Regions from separate parts of the Rattus norvegicus genome. Here region 2 is linked to region 1. Evidence: chromatin contacts called from public Hi-C data. All regions are on one chromosome and are shown on one strand. Each heading gives the region's core, a stretch centred on a gene start, on an enhancer-like site or on the middle of the called end of the contact. The rest is flanking DNA. Distances are from core to core; before and after follow the strand shown. Region 1 holds the start of Cd200 (Cd200 molecule). Region 2 holds the start of Nepro (nucleolus and neural progenitor protein).

Evidence for each region. Hi-C and Micro-C count contacts between places; a contact is called where the count stands out from the background.
Region 2: a Hi-C map of the A7r5 cell line shows a contact between it and region 1, with 5 times the contacts expected there. The contact joins the promoter of Nepro here to the promoter of Cd200 in region 1. A contact is called at or near these places in 3 of 12 Hi-C or Micro-C datasets (the A7r5 cell line, Schwann cells and frontal cortex).

Annotation. Positions count from the first base shown.
Region 1 is chr11:68,912,020-68,919,980 of GRCr8, reverse strand. Cd200 (Cd200 molecule) reads right to left here and starts at 3,666. Exons shown (of 6, transcript NM_031518.3): 1 at 3,580-3,666. The coding sequence starts at 3,591. Cd200l1 (CD200 molecule like 1) reads right to left here. Exons shown (of 6, transcript XM_039088891.2): 6 at 1-7,961.
Region 2 is chr11:69,472,751-69,480,711 of GRCr8, reverse strand. Nepro (nucleolus and neural progenitor protein) reads left to right here and starts at 4,283. Exons shown (of 9, transcript NM_001009678.1): 1 at 4,283-4,431; 2 at 6,937-7,091. The coding sequence starts at 4,326.

The DNA of each region.
Region 1 (7,961 bases), core at 2,417-4,916:
GGAGTTAGGGCAAAGGCAATGTATATAGAATCAGTGTTATTTCACTTTTCCCCCTTTTCTTGGCTCACAAGAATGTCAATATTCACCAAATCAAATTGCTCTGATCTACTGATATAACAAATCTGTGTGGACACCCTATTCTAAACGTGTATGTTATCAACCTCTACATAGAGACAGCCTCTGCTACCTTGATAAATTGAAGATTATTTCTAAATCATTGAACCATATCCATTTAAATTGCCTTGGTTTGGGGGTTTGGCAAGAGATGGTTGTCAAAGGATGGTTTGCCATCTGAGGGACTCTTGTCATTCTCAAGGTGTGCCTGAATGAAGCCCTGTTTTTGCCAGACCTCTCAGATACAGTGACCTCTAGAGATTATTTTCCACAACATCTCTAAAGTGAGTCAATCTCATTGCCCTAAATTCTCGTTGTCTTCTGATTTCTGTTTTCCTATGGTCTTAGGGTTAGATAGTAGAGAAATTGAATAGAGTCTTTAAAAAAATGAAGAGTCTGGTTGGGGTAGGATGAAGTAGAATAGCATGTAGTCTAGGGTGGTCTTGGCATTTGATATGTAGCCAAGGATAGCCTTGAACTCCTAGTCCTCCTGTTTCTGTTTCCCGAGTTGGAATTGCTGGTGTGTTCTACCACACCCAGCGCTGGAAAACAGTGTTTGAAGATCTGGAAGTAATTTTGATGTGGTACAAGAATTCCTCTACCCAGTGAGAGCACTTCAATTTTAATATCCTTTTCTTTCCCACTGTATGGAATTTTTGCTTTGGTTTGTGTATGCCACGACTTAAAACTTAGTGGAGGGAATGTTACCGGGAGAAGTGACACACCAGTTCATTAATCTCATTATGTAAACTTGAGTTTTCCTAAACAGTGACTTTATAAATAGGGCAAAAACTTAACTGGAAAAGTCCATACTCATCTTCTGTTGGGTTTAGGTAGCACAAGAAGGAGAGTCGTCCTAGCCATGGTCTGCAATTTGAAGTCATACAAAATGAACAGTGGAACAAAGTGTGGGTGCCTCTGTTGAGGCCAACTGTACCCTGTAGGTGTAGGCAGTCAGAGAGAAGACCTGGCTTTGCCCACACTCACTGAAATTCTGGGTCACAAACATAGAACCCCCATTATAGTCCTTGTCCTGGTATTCTTTGTGATCTTTCATCACCCTGATAGAGGTGATGTTTTGTCCTGTGGACATCTCCAATGCCACCCCAGACCTGAGTGCTTTTCTGTTTTCACACCCCAGTTTTTCAGACTTTCTGGAGAACCACAAAGTTGGGTGCTCTGGTATCCACCCACATGGCATAGTTGGGTTTTCCTTACAAACTTAAGGCTACAGAAAAATTAAAAATTCTATCATCTGAGCGATCCTTGGTACAAATTGTTGTTTACACAGATGATGGATGTTTGGCTGGGGGTGAGGACTCAAGTACGCCATGCCTACCTTGAGACTTCTCTTGACTTCATTGATCTAAGGGTCACAACAAAGTCACTACCCTTTAGGAAGTTAAGTGACAAGCTCCCTAAAATGATGCATGCAACCTTTGCTCTCCCTCTCCTTTTCCTGTACATCCACACCACCTTATAAAAGGGCTTTAGCTCTGAAGTACCCTGGGGACTTCGGGAATTTTTTCTCCATATTGTTCAGCCTGTTCTCCATTCTTTCTATCATGTAAGGTAGCTGGAACGATCTAGCTAAATGTATCCTCTGGTTCTGCAGCAAAGGATCAATCTATTTTACTTATCTCCATTTAGCAGATTGTGGCATGCTAATTCCACACCATTATTTTTAACCATTATGCCTTTCTTTCACAATGAAGCCTAGACCCTAGCAGTAATAAGAAAATAAGAAAGCTGTAATAAGAAAATGCAGGAATACCTGGCTTTTGTTGTGAAAAATAACAGTGTTGTAGGACAAGAGGAAAAGCAGATGCATGCGTAAGACTGAGAAGTGGGTCCTGGGGATGGTGAAAAACAAAAACCACAGAGATTGGGGACCAGGGAGTCAAAGGAGAGGCTTCACTATTAAGATTTCACGTTTATTTATATTCTTCTCTGGTCCATGCCGGACAGTGGTAGGCTTCCTGTTTCTCAGAAAGATGATGTGGGATTGCCGGGTGGTAACCAGGGCACACGCCAGTCTAAAGTGAATCCTAAATGTACTAGGTAAGACACATTATTAACCTCTCTGGAGCCTGGGGGAAGACGTCAGTACTAGTCTCAGGGTTAAATGAAACATAGGTGGGAAATTGGAAAATCATAATGCTTTAATATCTAAAACTTCCAAGTACTGGCAGTCGTCTTGTAAAAAAATTCCACACCTGCCATCATGCGACGGTTACAGTCGCCAAGAGGGAACCGTATAATCATGGCATTATCTGTGTATGTAAGACCTACATGAGAAATGAATGGATTCCCTGCTTAGTCCAGAGTCCCGCTCCCAAGAGATCTTATTGTGCATATGCAAATATTCAAAAATCTAAAATGGCATTTTCGAGTGGTAAAGATCCTAGGAGCTCGTCTGCAAAGCAGCAAGTCAATGCTGCAGCGAGATCCCAGGTGTGGTGACAATTCCTCAGTTAAAGCACTGAATGTAGTGCCTTGAATTTAACAGATGCTAAAAGATTAACCAATCAAGAATTTACCAGAGAGTCCAGTCATGAAGCCAAAAAAAAAAAAAAAAAATCCTACTATAATTTTTATCAAGAAGGTGGATGCTCATTAGCTCCTGGGGCTTAGCTGGCAACTACACACAGGCTGGGTGCACAGCTCTCATTCTCCTATTCTTTCTAGGTGTGATTTTGTATCTTCATTGCAGCCACAGGAACTTAGAAGAAAAAAAAAGATGAACCTCTCTCCCCGATAATTTGTAAAACATTGGAAAGCAATCCCTTGTAGAACATTAAAAGCATCTAGCTGGCAGAGCAGCGTTCCTCTTTGTTAAGAAAGGTAACGCAATAATGGGTCTGTGGTCTTTGCCAGCCCCGTGAAAAGCAGTACCTGAGGGGTTTAATTGCATTTAGATTCTCACCCAATTCTACCAATCCCCTGTGTATAAAGAATAGGGATTATGACCACCCCTCTTTTAAAAAAAATTCTGCCTCATAAACGCTACTGAAGACTCAAGATGTCGGCCTCTCTAAATATCTTGGTTTTTAACAAGACCACTGAGCTGGAGCTGACAGTCCTTTTGGAAGCTTGCTCGCCCCAGCACTACTAGATGCTTGATGGCTTCCTAGGCAAGGACCAGAGATGCAGCAAGAGAGAGAGAGAAAGCAAGATTACTAGGCTACACCCCTGCTGCAGGTAGAAGACCAACACAGGGGACGTGAGGCTCCATGGAGCTCTGGCCATGTTTTCGCCATGGAATAGCAGCAATGTGCAAAGCCGCCTACCCCAGGGACACGCGTTCCTGGGCTTTTTCCCGGCCCCAGCCCAGCCCGTGACTCCTTACAGAGCCCTAATCCCCGATACCCGGTTCTCCAACGAACAGCCTCTTGGCTTCCCTCGCTGGCTCCGCTCCGCGGCTCCAGATCGCCCCATTCCGCCCTCTTTCGCATCTCCACTCACCGGACTGCCCATCCTTGCTCTGGGCCGCAGTAAGACACCAGCGTCTCCGGGTCTGAGCTCTTCCACTGTGGAGGGTATCTCCGCAACACCTGTCACAGGGACACGACCATTCAGCCCCCTCTACCGCACACGCACACGCAGTCGCTACAGCTCCTAGTGTGGATGAGGCGAGCGCGGACCACGCCCTCTCTTCTCCGACCTTCCCCCTCCAAGTTCCCCCTCCCCGTTCCTCAGAGAACTCAGGTTCTCGCCTCTGCTTGTTATGTTAGAGTAATATAGCAAAAACGTAAAAGAATCACTCTATATATTTTTTAAGATTTACTTATCTTATTTTATGTGTATGAATGTTTTGTCTGCATTCTCATCACTGGGTGCCAGAAGGCAGTAGAGGGCGACACAATTGAAGTGGACAATAAATTGATTCGGAAACCTGGTTCATCCTGTGGTCTTGTACAGAGAGCAGAACAATGATCTGGAAAAAGGTAAGGGGGTAAGGGGATTCATACAGACACCCTAGAAAAAAATGAAAAACTTTATTTTACAATTTGGTATATTAAAGGCCAGTGTGTGTGTGCGTGCGTGAGTGCGTGTGTGCGCGCGCGCGCGCGTGTGTGTGTGTGTGTGTGTACGTGCGTGAATGCATGCATGTATGTGTGTGCGCGCGCGCACGTGTGAGTGACTATAGTTACCAGGTATGAGACCTTATCTAGAGCTTTAGAGGTCCTAAGGGCTCAGAGCTACCTGTAAACACACTTCCTGAAAATCCAAAGGCGCTTTCCTTCTGGCTATTGGACTGCCCTGCAGTGTTCCTTAAAACAGATTAAGAACCAAGGGATAGATTAAATGAATCACAGGAAGCCCTGGAACTGAAGCTTCGCCTTGCTGAAAGCTTTACAGGAACACTTAACTATATTGGTTACATTTTTCTAGCTGGGCTAAAGCAGCATGACTAAGAGCAGCAGCAGCAGCATATGGAAAAAGATTTATTGGGCTTACGGCTGCAAGAGGAGTGAGCGTCCCTAAGTGACCAGAAGGCACAGCAGCCAGAGAGATCACATCTTCAACCACAAGTACAAAGCAGAGAGAACACTGGGAGGAAAGCACTCTCCATACTCAAAGCCTGGCCCCAGTTACCTACTCCTTCCATCAAGGCCACACTTCCAAAAGATTCTGAAACATTCTTCAAACAATGCCATCAATTGGGGACCAAGAGTTTAAATACCTGGCTTATGGAAGACTTTTCTGATCACAAAATTGAGATGGGTCTAGAAAGGTTTCTTATAGGTGCTAGAACCATCTACCCATTTCCCCTCCCCTCACCCACCCAGGTCCCTCCATTCCTCTGCCCCCATGATTGTTTTCTTCTCCATCCCAAATGAAGTGTCCTCATTTGGGCCCTCCTGCTTGCTAACCTTCTTGAGTTCTATGGATTGTATCCTGAGGATTCTGTACCTTTTTGCCTAATACCCATTTATTAGTAAGTACATACCATGCACGTCCCTTTGGGTCTGAGTTACCTCATTCAGGATGATATTTTCTAGTTCCATCCATTTGCCTGCAAAACTCATGATGCCCTTGCTCTTAATAGCTGAGTAGTATTCCATTGTGTAGAGGAACCACGTTTTCTGTATCCTTTCTTCTTTTGTGGGACATTTGGGTTGTTTCCAGCTTCTGGCTATCACAAATAAGGTTGCCATGAACATAGTGGAGTATTTGCCCCTGTGGCATGGTGGGGTATCTTTTGACTATATGCCCAAGAGTGGTACATTTATTTCCTGATAGATTTATTTCCAATTTTCTGAGGAACCTCCAGATTGATATCCAGAGTGGTTGTACCAGCTCGCAATCCCACCAAAAATGGGCAGCTGATCAAGACAGACACAGATACTTACATCCAACCAATGGTCTGAAGTCAGGGACCTCTGTGGTTGAGTTAGGGAAAGACTGGAAGTTGAGGAAGAGGGGGATCCCATAGGAAGACCAGCAGTCTCAACTAACCTGGACACCCCCAGATCTCTCAAGACACTGAGCCTCTCACCAACCAGGAAGCATACATTAGCTGGTGGCCTCTGACACATATACAGTAGAGAACTGCTGGCTCTTGACTCAGTGAGTGAAGAGACTTGAGGTCCTAGGGAGTGGGGAGGCCTGGCAGGTCCGTGTGGGGACTGGGAGGGGGAGATCCTCTCAGAGACGGGGGGGGGGGGGGGGGGGGGATGGGATGAGGAACTCTCAGAGGCCGGATCTGGAGGGGGATAGTGGCTGGACTGTAAAAAAAAAAAAAAAAAAGATTAAAGATAATTTAAAATAGGGGTTGGGGATTTAGCTCAGCGGAAGAGCGCTTGCCTAGCGAGCACAAGGCCCTGGGTTCGGTCCCCAGCTCCGAAAAAAAGAAAAAAGAAAAAAAAGAAAAAAAAGAAATAAAGCTCTTTCTGATAGAGCCATCCAGTGACAGGAACTCTACCCAACTGACCGTAGAAAAATGAAGAAAAATTTTTGTCTTCCAGCGTGTGCTGACATCCCATAGCACGTCAGACCCGCTGCTTCATGCTGGAGGCAATGATAGTTTATACATTCAACTGCAAGTCCAAGAAGTACACTGCTCAGGTCTTGCTCATTGAGACACGGTCACTTACATGTTATGACCACTAGGTGGCGCATAAAGCACAAGTTTTATAATGGGTGGAGACACCCTGTGTCTGCTGGTAAAAAATGTTAAGTGAATGACAGAAAGCTACCATCCACAGACCCGGGTAGGTGAAGGGGAGGTCTATAAAAGTGGGGCTACAGGAGGAAGCATGGATTTTTTCCTGGGAAGAGAAAATAATAGATTCTGTGTGTGGATTGGAGGTGGGCGGGGATGGGAAGGGGAGGGATCATATTTCGGGGGATGGAACGAAAAACAGAAGAAAGACAGAATTAGGGAGGATTTGGGAGGTAGTACGGAAATCCAGTGCAGTGGAAACTTCTTGTATTCTATGAGGGTGGCCCTAGTGAGAACTCCTAATGTTAGAGGATATAAAGTTTGAACTGGCCATCTTTTGTAGCCAGGAAAGGCTTCTAGCAGTGGACTGGGTTATATCCAGTTAAGTTTTTAGTTGAGGACATACAGTGGAGATCCCTAAACAATGCTAGGACTGAAGGTCACCCTCTAAAACCTCACAGTGGAATCCATTGCTGAGGACAACTTTCTTTCAGCTCACTGAAGATAGAGAGGGTAGAGCTAAGGTTTGGAGCCTGCACCTCCACATTCTAGTCTCTTTGCTGCTGCGAGAGGGTACTCTACAGACCATGGAGAGGCAAACCCAGACACCAAACCAGCCTCTAAATCCTCTACCTCCAATATGTCCTGCCTACAAGATGTTAGTAGAAAACAGGAGGGAGTGACCAACCAATGTTTAGTTTAACCCAAGGCCCACCCTGTAAGAGGCAGCCAGTGCCTATACTGCCTGGATGGCCAATACCCAGATATTGGATAGCCCAGAGTCCTAGGGTAGAACATTACACAGCTGGTGAAAGAAAGGAAGAAAAAAGAAAATAAGAAAGAAAGGAAGAAAGAAAGAAGAGAATGGAAGGAAGGAAGGAAGGAAGGAAGGAAGGAAGGAAGGAAAAAAAGATTCGTAATGACATTTTGCTTTACTAAAAGACAGGTACATTGTCTAGCTGTCATCAGAGAGGCAGCCACAGATAAGCTCTGGTGCCAGACATTTTGTGGAGAGAGTCTAAACCGGAGGTCTTCCTCAGTCTATTTCTTATTGAACTCAGGACCACCTGCCACAAAAGGCTAGGCCCACCCACATCAATTACTACTTAAGTTCCATTCCCAGGAAACCACATGGTGTCTCACAACCATCTCTAATGGGATCTGATGCCCTGTCCTGGTGTGCCCTCTTCTGGTTAGTTGACATAAAACTAGCAAGCACAGTTAACCCCTTGTCAGCCTAACCCACAAGTTTATCATTGTTACACCACGACCTTTTTTTTTTTTTCTTATTCATCCAAGATCTCACATTAAATACCCAAATAGCTTTAAGAGTCTCATGGGTTGTACAAATTCAAGCATGTTAATATTCAGCCTCTTTAAGAAAATCAAAGTATCTTTTAAATGCAATCTCTCAGTTACATGTTCCTAAAAATTAAAAAATAAAAAAAAAATCAACGAAGTACTTTCTTACTTCAAGAGGGAAGACCCAGGGCGCAGCCAGAATCTGAACTAAGCACAACTAAATTTCAACAATATAAATAACTCAACATCCAACATCTACAATTTACTCATGATATCCTGAGGCCTTGCTCTGGCTCTGCTCTCTTCAGCATACATAGCTTGTATTCTAGCCTCCCTGTTGGCTCCTCTCCTCTGCTGTTGCTAGTCTTGGTGGTCA
Region 2 (7,961 bases), core at 3,034-5,533, 560 kb before region 1:
TTAGATGTTTGGGCCACATATAATGAAGTGCATATGGCACATGGGCCACAGGTTTACGTCTGAAATGAATTGTCTCCTATTAGGCTACAGTAACTTGTTAAAAATGGCCTTCAACGAAGTGATCCCATCATCCTGAGCACACGCTGCCTAGTGATACTTCTTTACTTCTCTCTCCAAAAAGAGATAGATTCTATTTCCTCGTTCCTGGAAACTGCCCATACAACTTGTTTGTCCAGTAGAGTCCATCACTGAGCCCCAAGAGGACTTGCAGCATCAGCTTTTGCTGATACTGAATTCCAGCTCCCAGGGAAAAGTCTGGGCAATCCTATTGGAGAGATTGTGTGGAGAAAAAGGTCACAGAGAGCTGGACTTCTTGCTTCCACTGTTTTCTCCACTACCATGGTGCCATATTTGCGGGTGGCAAGTACCAGACACCAACAAAGTTTATAATCCTCAATTTCTTGTTACTGTACACGGTGGTGATGAACAAAATTGCCCTTTGTTCACTGTTCATCAAAGATTCTATCTTGTTCAACTTAAATTTCTCTACCTTGGTGCTAAAATCCCAATTTCCTGGTCCCTATAACATAGAGAAAATAATGCTTTAATAGGCTGTTATCTATTAGTTCTTCCAGACACCTTAATCAATCAGTTACTAGTGGTCAAAACAATGCAGCAATTTTGTTTCATAAAGTCAACCATTGCCTATTACCCTTTGTCTCTATGGGACCCTACTATTCTCACTGAAACCCGGGAGCTAAGTTCTGTAGCAATAACATTTACTACCACTTGACCTACTGAAGACAGCCATCACAGAAGACACTGTTACCCTCTCATTGACACATTTCTCAGTGCCTCAGCATGGGGAGTTGTGTCTGAACTCTCTTGAAGGCTACAACATTGGGGTTGAAACTCAGACCACATTCCAATTCCCTACTCCTTTGGATCTTACTCTCTGAATTACCCCAATTCTGGCAGTTCGCCTGACTGAATATAGGTTCCAGGTGGGTCACTTCAACCAGCAAAGAGCATAGTTAGACAACATTTGGCTTCCAGATCCTTTCATATCAGCACATTTTATCCAGTTCACTACCTTGTATATATTTTCTCTGGTCTAATACATCTCAGTGTTACTTGAGTTTGTCACTAAAAATGAGCAACATTCTGTAATTATTTTGGAGTTTAAACTATTTCCTTTTGTGCCAGACTTTGTACCTAGTCCCTCAGAACAAACCCTAACCTGCATCTTGAGAGAGTCCTAGAGGTAAGAAGCAGCTGGGGTGGGTCTTGCGCTTGTAGCGTTTTCCTATCAGTCTTCAGACACAGGCAGATAGGCAGTCCCAAGATCTCAGCTTTTCCTGAGTCCTAGTACTTGGTCCCCATACCAAGGTGCAAAGTCTTTCTTGTAACTAATCATATTTACAGATGAAGCTTATGAGCACACAAATGCTATTTAAGTTGCACTTCTGCAACCCACAAAGTTATGTTTTGACTCCAGGTCTGCTGGGAATTCTAACAAGCTGGGGAAGCATTTGAAGTTACAACAGAATCTCTGGTTTTGAGCTGAGAGCAAGACACCTAGTCTTGTCATTCCAGTTGATTCAGAAGCATCACTGCTACTATTTCTGGTTCCCAGTGGACTTCAAGTTCTTCATCCCAGTCAACTTTATATGATTAAGCATGATGACAGATCATGTCTCAGACTTATATTCCATTGCTTTAGTGAGAAAGATTGGTATTACATTAAAAGGTAATATGATCTTATCAATCACTGAATTCAATATTGAGGAGGCTAATCCCTGGGACCACCTCTGGTTCCAAATATCTTACCTGCTAGAGCCCTTTGGTAAAAAGGAACACATTTTAAAAGATTGTAGGTTAAGCCGACATTTGAGAGCCGAAATGCAAAACTACAGAAGTGCACTAAGTAACTTTCAGTTACCATTCTTGGAGCTGGGGGACCAGGAATTTGGGCTATGAGGAGGTAGACTTTCAGAGGAAGACGCCTGCAGAACTGGGACACAGGCCACCAAGGAGGTACTCCTAGCACTACTGTGGGTGCTACTGGGATCTGTTAAAGAGTCAGGGACCAACTGCCGTACAATGAAGAACGTTAACTAAAAATAAGTAGAAGGGTGGTCTCTTTTGAAGTTATCCTCCCTCTAGTGGGCCAAAGTGACAGTGGTTAAACAGTGACCTGTCAGAAACAAGCATGTTTGAGGCACGGGATTAGATCTGAAAGACCTTAATGAGTCTTAAAGTATGTGCCTCTGAATAAACTGCCTCATAATAACATTTTCTCTGTCGCTCTCTCTCTGTCTCTGTCACACACACAGACACATAGTCTTCGGACTTTTTTTTTAGTACTAAAGCATTTTTTCCTTAACACTATAGTAATTTCTAGGTTTTTAAATGGAAAATACAGTCATTGAAGAAAAGAGTCTGTATTACTGATGAAAACTCATCACTGTTACTACTTTTCCAGGATTTTCCCGGAGCATTCCACATGTATTAGTGTATAGTCTCAACACATACGTTTTCTAAGCTGTCTTTGAAAATACCTTAGGGGACTGGAAGTCAATAGTTGGGAATACTTGCTGCTCTTGCAGAGGGCCTGGGTACAGTGGCCAGCACACATACGGTGGCTCACAACCATCTGCAACTTCAGTTCCAGAGGATCCAATACCCTCTTCTCACTGCCGTGGGCATCAGGCAGCACGTAATGAGTATATATTTCTTCTATTTAATAGCACCTCAAAATTATTCTAATATGCATTTCTTGGATTACTAAGGTATGTAAGGTTTTACATATTTGATGGTCATCTGTGTCAGTGATAGTCTTTCTCTAGAGTCTACAAGTTTCCAAGTATGACTTAAAAACTTAAAGCTTCTTCCAAGTGCCCAGTTCCTAGAAGCTTCAATTCCAATATGCACTGCTCATAGAACAGAGAACACCATTTCCTTGTCTCTATTCTTCATTGACCTTGGATCTTCCTTTGTCAAAACACAGAGCTCTCACTCTTGGCTTCTCTTATCTCTTTCTATCCCTGGTCGAACTGGAGCTGGGGAGATGTTTCAGAGGGTAAAGTACTTGCTGTATAAATATAAGAAACTGAGTTCAGATCCTCATTCCCCTGTTAATTGGGATGGGGAAAGGATGACTCTGGGGACTGACCACCAAACACTGAGGTCCAGGATCAGTGGGAGAACCTAACTTAAAAGCAAAGGTGGACAGTGGCAGAGGAAGACCCTAACCACTAACCCAGCCTCCGACATGTATGCACCATACATCTCCAACTAAAAAAATGTCTTCCACAAATCCAGAAACTTGGTGTTGATTCTTTTAAGTCTGTGGTAATTTATTTCAGCCCAAATAGTAAACTAATGTACAGGCCATTTGGTAGTGCATTAAAGGGCATCTAAGTAGTTATCGAGTGAGGATAGTTGTTTAGTTAGAATTATCAAAGATAGTGGTCCCAGAGCTGAATGAGGAAGTGAGATTGTTTCAAGGAGATGGTCCAGATGAAAGAAAAATTATCTGCAAGGAACACATAGGACAGAAAGCGTCTCAGTAGGGCAAGATTACTTGCATTAAATGCAAATCTGGTAAGGGTAAAAATTCGTATAGCAGGCTCAGTTCTAATAAGTCTCACAAACATGCTGAGGTCCGAGAAAATTAACTTTTTGCGATCACGTTGCTAGTATATGGTAATGGGCAGACATAATGAAGTAACTTAGCATTCTCTAATACCCAACAACTGCTCCTCTCCACATTGTTAAAGGAACATAAGCAAGAAGGCACCAATAGCTTAGAACGAAAATCATTTATCAGCGATAAGACCCAGCAGAGCCTGGAATATTTTGTCCAAAAAAATGACGGTGATAATAGATTGTCAAGACAACCTCCGGGTTTTTTGTAATTATCGAAAGTTGGGTTATATCTAAACTATGTAGTTTTCCTTGACTACTCAAAATAAATCGTTACTACGTGACAAATGCCACATTTGATATGATCCGAGTTTTTCTTTTCAAAATATCCGAGTAAGAGCTAAGGGCTGGGCCTCACTCGAACTCATCTGTAAAATATATAGCTTCGAAGTTGCTCCAAACTAGTAAGTGCCTCAGAATGCTCTTCAAGGAACTCAAAAATAACTACTTTCTCCTTTCCCAGAGGTCCTAACCCACCGAGACTCCGCCCCAAGGCCCGGGCAGCACACCTCCGGCTCGCCCCGCCCCTCACTTCCTCCTCCCTTCCTCTCCCGCCAGGGCCGCTCTACTCGCTTTCGCCCAGCTCGGCCTTCCCAGGCCCTCCCGCGCCGCTCAAGATGGCCGCGGCCGTACGGCCAGCCGCGGAGCCGTGGAACCGCGTGAAGATCCCCCAGGCGGGGAACTGCAGCACACTGACAGTGCAGGATCCCAGCGCCACCCTGGGTGAGTGAGGCCGGCGAGGAGGTTCCGCGTGTTTCCCGGAGTCCGGGGGCCTGCGCACGTGGGACGGGGTGGGACTTCCTGAGCGCGGGGCACGCCGGGAAGGGGCGCGCCAGGCGGAAGGTCCTGCCTGAGTAGTGTGGCGTGAGGATGTGTAGGGGGTTGCTGGGTTGCTGCGTTCCACATGTGGAACCTGAAAGCACGGCTAGGCGGGACCTGGCATGTGCAGCACGTAACCCCCAAACGCTGCCTGGATCCTGTACTGTTCCCTAGGATCGGGGCTGTCACTCAAGTATCCTGCCTCGGACTTCGGGCTTGTCTTTAAAATATGGAGCTCGTTTTCTCCTTACCGGGGCGTTACCTCAGGTCTCTTGGTTCTTCAAGGGGGGAAAAACCGAGACAGTTTTTAGCAGTTTAGCTGGAGAGATGGCTCTGTGATTAAGAGCGCTGACTGCTCTTCCAGAGGTCCTGAGTTCAATTCCCAGCAACCACGTGGTGGCTCACAACCATCTGTAATGGGATCCAATTCCTCTTTTGGTGTGTCTGAAGACAGCTACAGTGTACTTATATATAAAATAAATAAATCTTAAAAACATCAATTTACTTAGAAAACAAAGGCTCCCAAAGAGATGTTGGTGGCAGCTCCGTGGGGCGTGTGTTGAGTTTTAATTTAGATTAAATGAGGTGTTTATGCATATTCATGGTATCAAGCGATTTGATTTACCCGCTCCCAAATCTTGGGCAGATGCTCGTTTGGAACGTTCTTCCCATGATCCTTTAGAAAAGCCAGTTGGATGGGCGGAACGAATTATGACCTAGCCGAAATGAAATACCAGATTTCATTGATTCTCAGGATTTACGGTAGAACGTGAGAGTATGTTCCATGTTTCCCATGGACTCAGTGCTGTGCTTCAACCTTCTCAGCCCGCCCCCCCCCCCACATAATAAAATATTAAAACCTAAATATTGTAATGAGGTGGAGGTCTTTCGAACTGTGAAGTAATACCTGAGTACCTTAGTTTTTAATACGAGAGCAGCCTACCTACAGCTTGAAGGATGTTTAATCACAAAGGGACATTCAGACCAGGAGACACAGCCACCAATATCCGCTGTAGTTTTCAGGGTTAACTCATATTTAACTTTTTGTCGCTTTTGTTTTTGAAACTGCTTATGGTCCTATAACTGTCAGCTAAGACTTTTGTTACTTTTAAAGCAGGTTTTATCCCACTCAAAAATGGGAATAAAAAATAGTACCAGCTTCTTGGCGATATAGGGAGAATAGAAAGGAAACATTTGTAACTGGATTGACAGTCAACTGACAGTGGTTGTCATTAAATAGACACATTTGGTAATTGTTAAGTACAGCCTATCAAGTCATCTCACCCCTCTTCCCATATATTGATCCTGTGCAGTTTAAAGCTCTTTCTAATTCCTCTCTAGTCACAATTTTAAAAACAAACTATTGTGGGAAATTCACCAACTCATCACTCAGGTTATTTAATTTCTCCAGATAGGAGGAACAGATTTTCACGAGAATATTTGTGTTTCCTTCCTGAGCCACCAGGTGGCACATGACACCTGCTTCACAGCTGCTCATGTTCTGATTAGGAAACATTTGTGTACCCAGTTCCATGATACAATTTCCAGTGGCCCTGGTGGTTTCCCTTTTCTGAATGTAGTTTCCCATTGATATCCATCGGGGATTGGTTCTAGGAATCCCTTCATATAAAAAACTCTGTACATGGTAGATAGTATTTGCAGTAGGACCTACAGACATCTTTCAATAGACATTAACAATATCTCTACAGTGTTTATGAAATCCTATATAATGTGACTGCTATTGAAATGGATTACAGATGGAATTTTGGGGGACTATATTCAGTGTGAGGTTGGTTGAATACACAGATGGCCCTCACAGGTAGAGGGGCTGAGTGTATTATATATTCTTATCCAAGGGGCTGGACAGATGGCTCAGTGGTTAAGACTGCTCTTCCAGAGGTCCTGAGTTCAATTCCCAGAAACTGCATAGTCGCTCACAACCATCTGAAATGGGATCTGATGCCTTCTTCTGGTGTGTCTGGAGACAGCTACAATGTACTTATAAAATAAATAAATCTTTAAAAAAAAGAAAAAAGTTGTATCCAAATACAGTTCCTTTGCCTTTGAAGGCTGTAATTGTATGCATTCTGTCTTGTTCGCCTGCAGAGAGATGGAACTTTTTTATATTGGGGTGTAAGTGTACACCAATGATACCTGTAAAGTATGACTTTAGTCATGGTAAAAGGTGGTAGAGACAGACACACGTTCATGTTTAACGAATGGTCCCTTATTGATCACCTGCTCTCATTTTCCAATGTCTCTCTTAGAACCCTTCATTTTTATAGTTGAGGCCCATTTGTATTTTGATTTCTTTAAAGCAAACAAGGCAGTGTGTTTTAGAGTGTTTCGCTTTCGGTGTAGTAGATGTAGGAATGCATGTGAGGCTCGTTTTAACTGTCTCTGCTTTAGATGTCTGCATTGCAGCTGTCATCAAAGCATGCCACCTCGTCACACGGTCACTCAAGAGCCGGACCTTAGATGCGGAAGTGGACGTGCTGTGCTCAGTTCTCTACAGCAATCACAACAGGCTGGGCCACCACAGGCAACATTTGGCCCTCAGACAGGTGAGGGGAAGCTCACATGTAGCCTGGTACTGATGAGCATGAGCTTGTGCTGCACTTACTGTTATTTATGGAAAGTTACAATTACACTTTAGCTTTTTTGGTCTTTGATTTTTCCAGAATCATTTCAAAAAAGTAATTTATAATCAAGCATATTTCAAAACTGGGTGTGGTGGTTCACGGCTTTAATCCCAGCTGTTGGAGACAGAGGCAGGTGGAGCTCTGTGAGTTTGAGACCAGTCTGGTCTATGTAGTGAGTTCCAGGACAGCCAGGACTATGTAGAGAGACCTCGTCTCAAATAAAACAAGCAAGCAAACAAACAAACAAAATGTATTTTGATTCTTTCTAGTTTAATTTTCTCTGTACAGTCTAACAGTGCCTTTGCCTGGTTCAAAAGTAAACTAATTTAAACCCTAGAATCTTAAAAAAGAAAACAGTTGTGGCTTATTATTGTGGCTTATTTTTTTGGAGTCATAATCTAATCAGGAGTACGTTGGTGTAAGTGGGTTTATGGTAAGTTGTGGTGTAGAATGCTTTCATGTACTTGTTAGAGATTAAGAAAATATCGTGACTTTTAGCTCTGGGACTCTAACATGGCAGAGGTCCTGAAGCTGGCTTCTGCATGTGCCATTCAAGTAGTCACTTTGTTACCGCTGCAAGTGCCTTAAAAACTCAGTGTGCTAGGCCCTGTGTGACAGAGCCATCTTTCCAGTATTTACTTATTTTTCAGAGTTCTCTGTTGATAGAGTGCTAGATGTACAGCTATGAGAAAGACTCGGATTCTCACTGTACAGACTCAGCTTTCTGGTTAGCTCTACCCCTACTGCTTAAGGCCCAAGGGATGACGATTCCCGTATCAAAGAGGATCGTGG